Linked DNA regions of Mus musculus: region 1 is linked to region 2. A link is a contact called in public promoter capture Hi-C data. All regions are on one chromosome and are shown on one strand. Each heading gives the region's core, a stretch centred on a gene start, on an enhancer-like site or on the middle of the called end of the contact. The rest is flanking DNA. Distances are from core to core; before and after follow the strand shown. Region 1 holds the start of Zfp541 (zinc finger protein 541). Region 2 holds the start of Rnf225 (ring finger protein 225).

Evidence for each region. Promoter capture Hi-C pulls out the DNA fragments that hold promoters and counts their contacts.
Region 1: a promoter capture Hi-C map of pre-B cells shows a contact between it and region 2. The contact joins the promoter of Zfp541 here to the promoter of Rnf225 in region 2. A contact is called at or near these places in 2 of 39 promoter capture datasets (cranial neural crest and pre-B cells).

The regions. Positions count from the first base shown.
Region 1 is chr7:16,069,730-16,073,840 of GRCm38.p6, reverse strand. Zfp541 (zinc finger protein 541) reads right to left here and starts at 1,996. Exons shown (of 16, transcript NM_001099277.2): 1 at 1,593-1,996. The coding sequence starts at 1,899.
Region 2 is chr7:12,925,575-12,929,237 of GRCm38.p6, reverse strand. It overlaps Rnf225 (ring finger protein 225), which reads right to left and starts at 1,822. Exons shown (of 2, transcript NM_029809.2): 1 at 1,772-1,822; 2 at 1-1,353. The coding sequence starts at 1,342. The coding sequence ends at 344. It overlaps Rps5 (ribosomal protein S5), which reads right to left. Exons shown (of 6, transcript NM_009095.2): 3 at 3,637-3,663; 4 at 3,373-3,501; 5 at 2,744-2,842; 6 at 2,552-2,666. The coding sequence ends at 2,598.

The DNA.
Region 1 (4,111 bases), core at 747-3,246, 3.1 Mb before region 2:
AAAATCACTTGAGCCCAGGCACTCAGAGCCAGCTTAGCTTAATCACTAGCACAGTAAAACCCCCATCTCAAAAACAAAAAAGAAAAAAATGACATATGCATATTTACTTATATGGGCCTTAATTTAAGTTTTAAAAGCATAGAGTTGAAATTTAATGCTTGGGCTGGGGGCATTGTAACAGTTGAATATAAAGAAAGGCTAAACTGAGCAGAACCCTAAGAATAACTGATGACAATTAGGGTTCCTGTGTCCAGGAAAACACGCATCTCTTTCACGAGCACTTTTCAGTATCACCACGGCCCAAAGTGAGTGCCATATTACAACCCTGGGCCTGGCTAGTGCCATAGTCAGTCTTCCCATGTGCACTCTCCTAAGTTCCTAAGACTTCCTGCTCTGCCATCATTCCAACACAGACACAGGCCTGGTCACTGCTTGGTAATCTTTGGAGTGGGGCCTGCAGAAATCTTTCCCAGTAGCAAGTTCTTGCTACTTCCTCAGACACAATCCCAATTACTGAGTTTCAGGCATTTAGATGTGGACTTCCCTTCAAACAGTGGGATTATAAACTCCCTGGACCTCTACCCAAGTCAACCCATTGAAGCAACTTTCCAGGAACCAATAAAGAGGATCAGAACCAAACCAAAATTAAACAAGAGAACTCCCTTCCACAGGAGACCAACAGCAAACTAAAATGACACTCACACAAGCTGCTCAATTATTTCACTAATTCTCTCCTTTTCTTCGATGGTTGAAGAGAAAACCTTGGAACTGAATCAAGGCCCTATTTAAGATGAAGTATTACTGACAATATTGGTTGTAAAAAACAACTAGCTGGGCATGGCACAATCTATAGTCCTGGTTCCTGGACAGACTGAGGCAAGAGGTCTGATGGAGCCTCAGTGTTCTGAAAAGATGGCAAGACCTCCCTCTTTTAAAAAGACAAAGCAGGATTTAATCAAGCACCTGTCTGGTACATTATGGTCTATGGGAGGCTTTTGCAGTCTTCTCCTTTTCATGTCTCACCATTGTTCTAGAGCAGTGGGCATGTGAGGATTGGGGTCCCCTTATTTTACATGACATGAGGTCTGGAAAAGCTGGACTAGTACAAGACAGAATGGACAGGATCCCCACTTACTCTGGACAAATGCTCTTGAGATACAGCAGTAATATAAACGTCCCCTACAAGCCTGATGGTCTGCCTCCACACAGATCAAAGATGGGGATGCCAGTCTGTGGGATGGCTCGGTGGTAAAAGCACAAGCTACGGAAGCCTGAGGACCTGTATTTAACACCCAGAACCCACAAGCTGACAATTCCAAAGTAGGATAAAAGCCTCCTCTACAAGAAGAGATTTTTGTTTTGTTTTTCCTTTCCTTCCTTCCCTTTATTAGCATGTTGAAGTCAGGGTCTTACTATGTAGCTCTGGCTGGCCTCTATTTGCAGTGTTCCTCCTGTGTTTGTATTCTACATGCTGGAGTTATGAGCAGGCATCATCATGCCCAGCTAAGGAGACCTTTCCTAGCCAATGCCAGCGGATTCAGTCCCTGGCTACCTGCAGGAACTGTAGGTGCTCAGTCCATGAGCAGCCTCACCTTGTAAGGAGGTCTGTGACTCAGAGTCTGCATATTCTTCCAGCAGCTTCACAGAGTCACTGTCCTTCCCCGAGTATAGGGACAGGGTGTCCAGATTGTCCTCTAGCACTTCACTGGGCATATCAGATGTGGAGAGACTGGGGTCAAGGTCCAAACCGCTTAAGCCAGCGTAGAGCAGGTCCCGTGTGCTGGGGCCCAGGTCCCGGTTGAGTGTGTCACTGCAGTTGAGCACTTGACTTTCAGAGAAGGATGGGAGGTGCCCTTCTGATGGAAGTGCTCCCTCTTCCCCAAGACTGTATGGCTCCATGGCTTTCCACTGCCAGGTCCTGGCTAGAGCCCGTCTCCAGACAAGCAAAGCCGTGTCCAGAGTCAGGAAGGGAAGAGCCCTCGCTGGCAGCTAGCTCCTGAAAATGAACAAGGACGTATTAGAATCAAGAGGTGGTAGGTGTAGTAGGCAGAATGTAGACTTGAAAATGGAGCCACTGAGATGGGTCTGTTCTTAGCCATTTAACCTTGCTGCACGACCTTGGGCAAGATCCATGAACTCCATTTCCTCATCTGTCAACTAGACAAAAGAATAACACATGGTGGACTGCAGAGTCCTCTGCCTCCAGTTATAAATATTAGAAAGATCAAATAGACTTTAATGTGTGTCTAGGCAGAAAAGACAAGCAAGGAAAATCCCAAGGCCAGCAACAAGGAAACTCAAAGTTAGAGTCTGTGCAGGCACAAGTCAGTCCACTGGGACATCCAGGCCCAAGTTTAAGCCTGGGGATGCTTGTCCACTTGTTCCATGTGGCCAGGAGACACATGAAATACCACTGCACAAAGGGAGGCTTACTGTGTGTGTAAAAGAGCCTGGACTGGGAAAGTCTCATACAAAAAAAAAAAAAAAAAAGTAAATACAATGAGTTTTAATATAGAGTAAATGTTGAAGTTAGGTTGGGGGTGTAGCTCAGTTAGTAAAATGCCTATCCTAGCACACTCAAACTTCTAGGCTCCACTCAGCATCACATAAACCAGGCATGCCTGTAGTCCCAACATTTGGGATATGGAGGCAAGATATCCTTGGGTAAATAGATAGTTTGAGGCCAGCCTGTGTTTCATGAGATGCTGTCTCAATAGTCCTATCACCCTGATCCCCAAAAAGGAATAAAAGAGGAAGTTTTACTAACCACATTCTAAAAATAAAAAAGATTACAAGGAAGTACTATGAAGAACTGTGTTTAGACAGTGCACTCACACAGAAGATAGGCTACAATACACACCCAATGTGTTAAGTCATTGAACTCAGATACAAAAAAATCAATGAGCAAATTTCTAGAAATAGACAGATTATCAAAATTCACTCAGAAGAATATATGAATGATCTTAAAACAAATTAAAAGATAAGGGGATATGCAGTGGTGCCCACCTATACTTCTAGCATGCCAGAAGTTGAGCGAGACAAGTCCTTGAATCCAGGAGTTCAAGACTGGCCTAGGAAAAACAAGCAGGAGAAGAAAAGAAAAGAGAAGAGGGAGGAAGGAAGATAGGGATGAAGAGAGGAGAAAGATGGGGAGGGGAAGCAAAGGTAAGAGGAGAGAGAAATGAAAAGGGAAGGAAGGGAAAGAAAATACTAAATTCATATTGAATTCAAATAATTCTCACCTATCTTACCACAGAAACACAAAACAAAACAACAAAACTTTATTATGTGGTGATGAAACATGCCTTTAATTGCAGCACTTGGGAGGCAGAAGCAGATGGATCTATGTGTGTTGAGGCCAGCCTGGTCTAAAAAGTAAGTTTTAGGACAGCCAGGACTACACAGTGAAACCCTGTCTTGAAAAACCAACAAAACAAAAATCTTTATTAAAACTCTTAGTAATGGTGAAAGGTTCAGGGGCCCAGCAGGCCTCTACAGGAAAATATGACCTGCTGGATGGAGCAGAGCTCTAACTTACCCTAGCCCATCCCACTCCCTGGCTCAGCAGTGGTCATGAAGAGTTAGCTATGTGTCTGGTATGGGTTCCTGATGCTGAAAGAACAGAGTAGAATTTGTTCTTAAAGAACCACAGCCTCCCATCTGACCTATCCTGGTTCCCTGAAAGCCCATGGCAAAGGTCTTGACCTTATTTTATCTAATTTGGGAATTCCTCAGGATGGAGATGAGCTGCAAGAGGACAGCTGCTGCAGTCTGGGGCAGGAACTGATAACCTTAAGCCAAAACAGAAAGCTGGGGTGATGGTGCACTGCAGGATAACAACTCTGAGAAGCTTTCATCTTAGGTCTCTCGCAGCACTAGACACAATCATATCACACCACCCAGCAACCGCTCTCCCTGGAGCCACCTGTATAGCTCAAAGTACATGACCACACAAAAACCTGCACACACGTTTTCATGACAGTTCCAGCCATAGATGTCAAACCTGGAAGTTATCAAGAATCTCTCACAGGTGAATGGAGTATTATTCAGTACTAAAAAGACAGTTAAGTGGAATATTGTGCATGATGATGCATGCTTTTAATCTCAGCAT
Region 2 (3,663 bases), core at 573-3,072:
CATCAAGACCAATGCTAAAGGACCCTGACACAGTTCTGTGTAGATGACACTGGGGAAGAGGCCGGCTGGACTTCCACAGAGATGAACATCAGGGGCACCCCATCTAGACCTACAAAGGTATGCCGTTCATTAAGGTCATGGCCAGAGAGAGTACCTTTAGCTGGATGGTCACGGGAATTAAAGATGTCCTCAGAGGATTCTTGTAGCATGGTTTGAAAGAGTTCATGTCTTTCCAGTCCCCAATTCCGAGAAATGGGCACTTTAGTATGCATTTTGTTACTGCCTTCCGGGATGACACAGAAGTCCCTCAGGCCAGGAGACTGGGCCTGCAGCGTGGAGGCATTTATTGCTGCAATTGCACCTTCTTCCCATCAGCCTGAGCCTTCGGGTTCCAGTTAAGATCAATCTCTGCCTTTGGTGTTTGATCTGGTGGTAAATCCGGGATCCCCTGAGTCTCTACTGGGTCTTTGGTAGCCTCCTCAAGCTCGGGCGTGTCCTTGGTAGCCTCTGGCAGGGTATCGTCCAGGTCCAGGTCAGGCTTTGTGGGGCGTCGTGTCCAGGCATGGGTCCAGGGCGCCACTGGCGTGGGCCGCGGTGAAACCCAGAAGTCATTTTCGGGGGCCAGCGCCACAGTCTGAGGCCGCACACCGGAATTGGTGACATGAGGAATGAGGAAAAAGATGTACACACCAGAAACCACGAGACCCGCGGCCACCAGCACAGCTAGCGCCACTGCTGCGTTGAAAGCCCATGCTGGACTGCTCAGGGACAGGCGACGTGACAGCGGGCGGCCGAGGCGAAGCGGGGGTGGAGGCGGTGGGGCACGCACTGTGCGGCTCTTTCGCGGCCCGGGAGACGGCGGTGGTGGCCGCAGGTACAGGAGACCCCGGCGTCGGTCAAAGCGCACAGAACCCTGGCGTGGCAGTGGCGCGCGCGCATCGCGAGGCAGCAAACCGGGCTGTGTGGGCAGAGCGGGCAGCCCCCGGCGCGGGGCCAAGCGTGTGGGCGCGCGGCACATGGGGCAAGCCACTGCATCGCCGCCACCCGCAGTAGCCAGCGACAGGCGTGCCAGGCACTCGAGACAGAATACGTGACCGCAGTCCAGGCGTTTAGGCAGCTTGAAAATGCCGTCGAAGGGTGACACGCAGATAAGACATTCCATGGGGGATGTAGGGGGCAGAATGGGGCCTGAGCCAGGGGTGCCATCGCCCTCCTCCTCTTCTGCATCCTCGTCTTCGCCTCTGCTAGGGGAGTTAGGAGCAGAGACGGTACTTGGGGAGCTGGGGCCAGAGCCCTGGGATGTTCGGTGGCGGCGGAGCCAGGGCAGCCGAGGACACGGCATTCAGACTGGACCTATGGAGAGAAGAGCTTAGGTAGGAACCTGGAGGTTGTTGACAGACTGACAAAATTTCAGAGAGGAGCAGAGTAGGTCTAAGGAAGCAAAAAAGCGAGGGCAGGGAGTCCTTGTTTGGACCCACTGTCGCCAAAGGTCTAGAGAGAAACTGGGTAAGACTGAAGCAGTTTCAAAGATGTAGAGGATACATCTCTGGAGAGATACAAGAGGATCAACTCCAACCTTGAGTAAGAATAGTCCCGGAGTAATTAAGACTCCAGGGAACACTCACTATATTAATCTGTCACCTGGACCACTGCACCCCCAAGCCGGCGTTGAGGTGCCCAATAGCTGAGAAGAAAAGTAGTAAATTCAGGTTATGAGAGCTAACTCCTCAAACAGAAACAACTGACTCTGGTCACTTTGCAAGACACCCACCTGTAGACACCTTTCCTTGTGCGGGATTGCAGCGTCTCTTCCGTTCTGACCCCAATTTCTGGCTTGTCTGCCACTAGGTAGCTAAGTGCTCCTCCCTGAAGGAGTACACCTGACCTTAGGCCAACCCTCTAGGTTCCCACATACCTGTTAAACCAGTCTAGCCACTCGCCCCGCCCCCAGGCCCCTCCTACTAGCATGAATAGTCTGATCTATAACAGATGCTGGGGTGGGTTGTCTGCTAATAGAACAAGACCATGGACCACTCTTCAAAGCCTTTAGTACTGGTCTCCATAGGGGCACTTGAAGCCTGTACACAAACCACACTATGGGAGTGAACAAACTAGATCCACCTAGACCAGACCAACACAAGTTCCTCATCCCCAATACTTGTTGGGTCTTCCCTGGGCACCAGGCTTACACCCTCTTACTAGCACTAGTTCTGAGGTGCTACAATTCTGCAGGCACTCGTCATGAAAATAATAGTTCCAGGGCTAGAAAGATGGCTCAGCAGTTAAGAGCACTGATTGCACTTCCGAGGGTCCTGAGTACAAGTCCCCAGCAACCATATGGTGGCTCACACCCATCCATAATGAGATCTGACTCCCTCTTCTGGAGTATCTGGAGACAGCTACAGTGTACTGTACTTACATAATAAATCTTTAAGAAAATACAATTTTCTTTTTGTTTACTGGTGAATGCCATGCCAGGGAGGTGAGCTGCATCCTCTATACCATGGGAGGTACCCTATGCCCTAAATGATTAGACAAGCACACAGGAAGGTATAGTTGTTCCAAAGGACACAGTTTATTAGGCAGCAGCTGGGAAATCAGCGGTTAGACTTGGCCACACGCTCCAGTTCATCTTTCTTCTTGATGGCATAGGAATTGGAGGAGCCCTGCAAGGACAGATGGTTAGCTCTGAATGCTGGACAAACTCCCAAATGCCCAACCCAAGTGGTATGCCCTGACCCACCTTGGCAGCATTAATGAGCTCATCTGCAAGGCACTCGGCGATGGTCTTGATGTTCCGGAAAGCAGCCTCACGAGCCCCTGTGCACAGCAGCCAGATGGCCTAGACAAGACAGACAGGGCTCAGGCCTCAAACGGTCCCTCCTGCCAGTGACCTGGGACCCACCTCAACAGATACCATATACTTACTACTTTAGGGAGTTGATACCTTATCAGATAGCTGATCTGAGAGGGCTGAGAAAACAAGGGCCCCAACTAACAAAGAGACTTAAGAACTGCCAGCAAAATATTTGATGCTTTTGACTGGAACCCTTGATGTCCCCATGGTACTCAGGTATCAAGCAATCCACCCTGTGCCTTTCAAGTAGCTAAAATTACAGGTAGGTACGTGTACCACCACAAAATAGACTCAAACAAATCAAGAAGAAACAAAACAAAGCCTGTTGTGAAAGTATACACTAGGGATGAGATGAACCAGACTGGGAAGGCTGGACTACCATCTGCCTCATACCGAGTGGAAATCCAGGAAGGTTTCCTGGAGGAAGTGAGGTTCCTGGTAAAACATGCAAGACAGGACCCCACCCACTTGTGCTGATGGCTCCTACCCCACCCCTTCACAAGCCTCTGACCCACCTGATTCACTCGACGCAGTGGGGACACATCCACAGCCTGTCGTCTCACTGTACCGGCCCGCCCAATGCGTGTTGAGTCTTCTCGGGGGCCACTGTTGATGATAGCATTCACCAGGACCTGCAGAGGGTTCTGGCAGAAAAGGGAGGCGTGAGCCTGATATCCACCCCCAACCTTTTCAACCCTAAACAAGGTGGCGGTGTCCCAGGTAATGAACCTGGCATGTATACCATGAAGCTTTGGTATGAATCAAGGACAAAACCTTACCTCACCAGTGAGCAGGTGGATGATCTC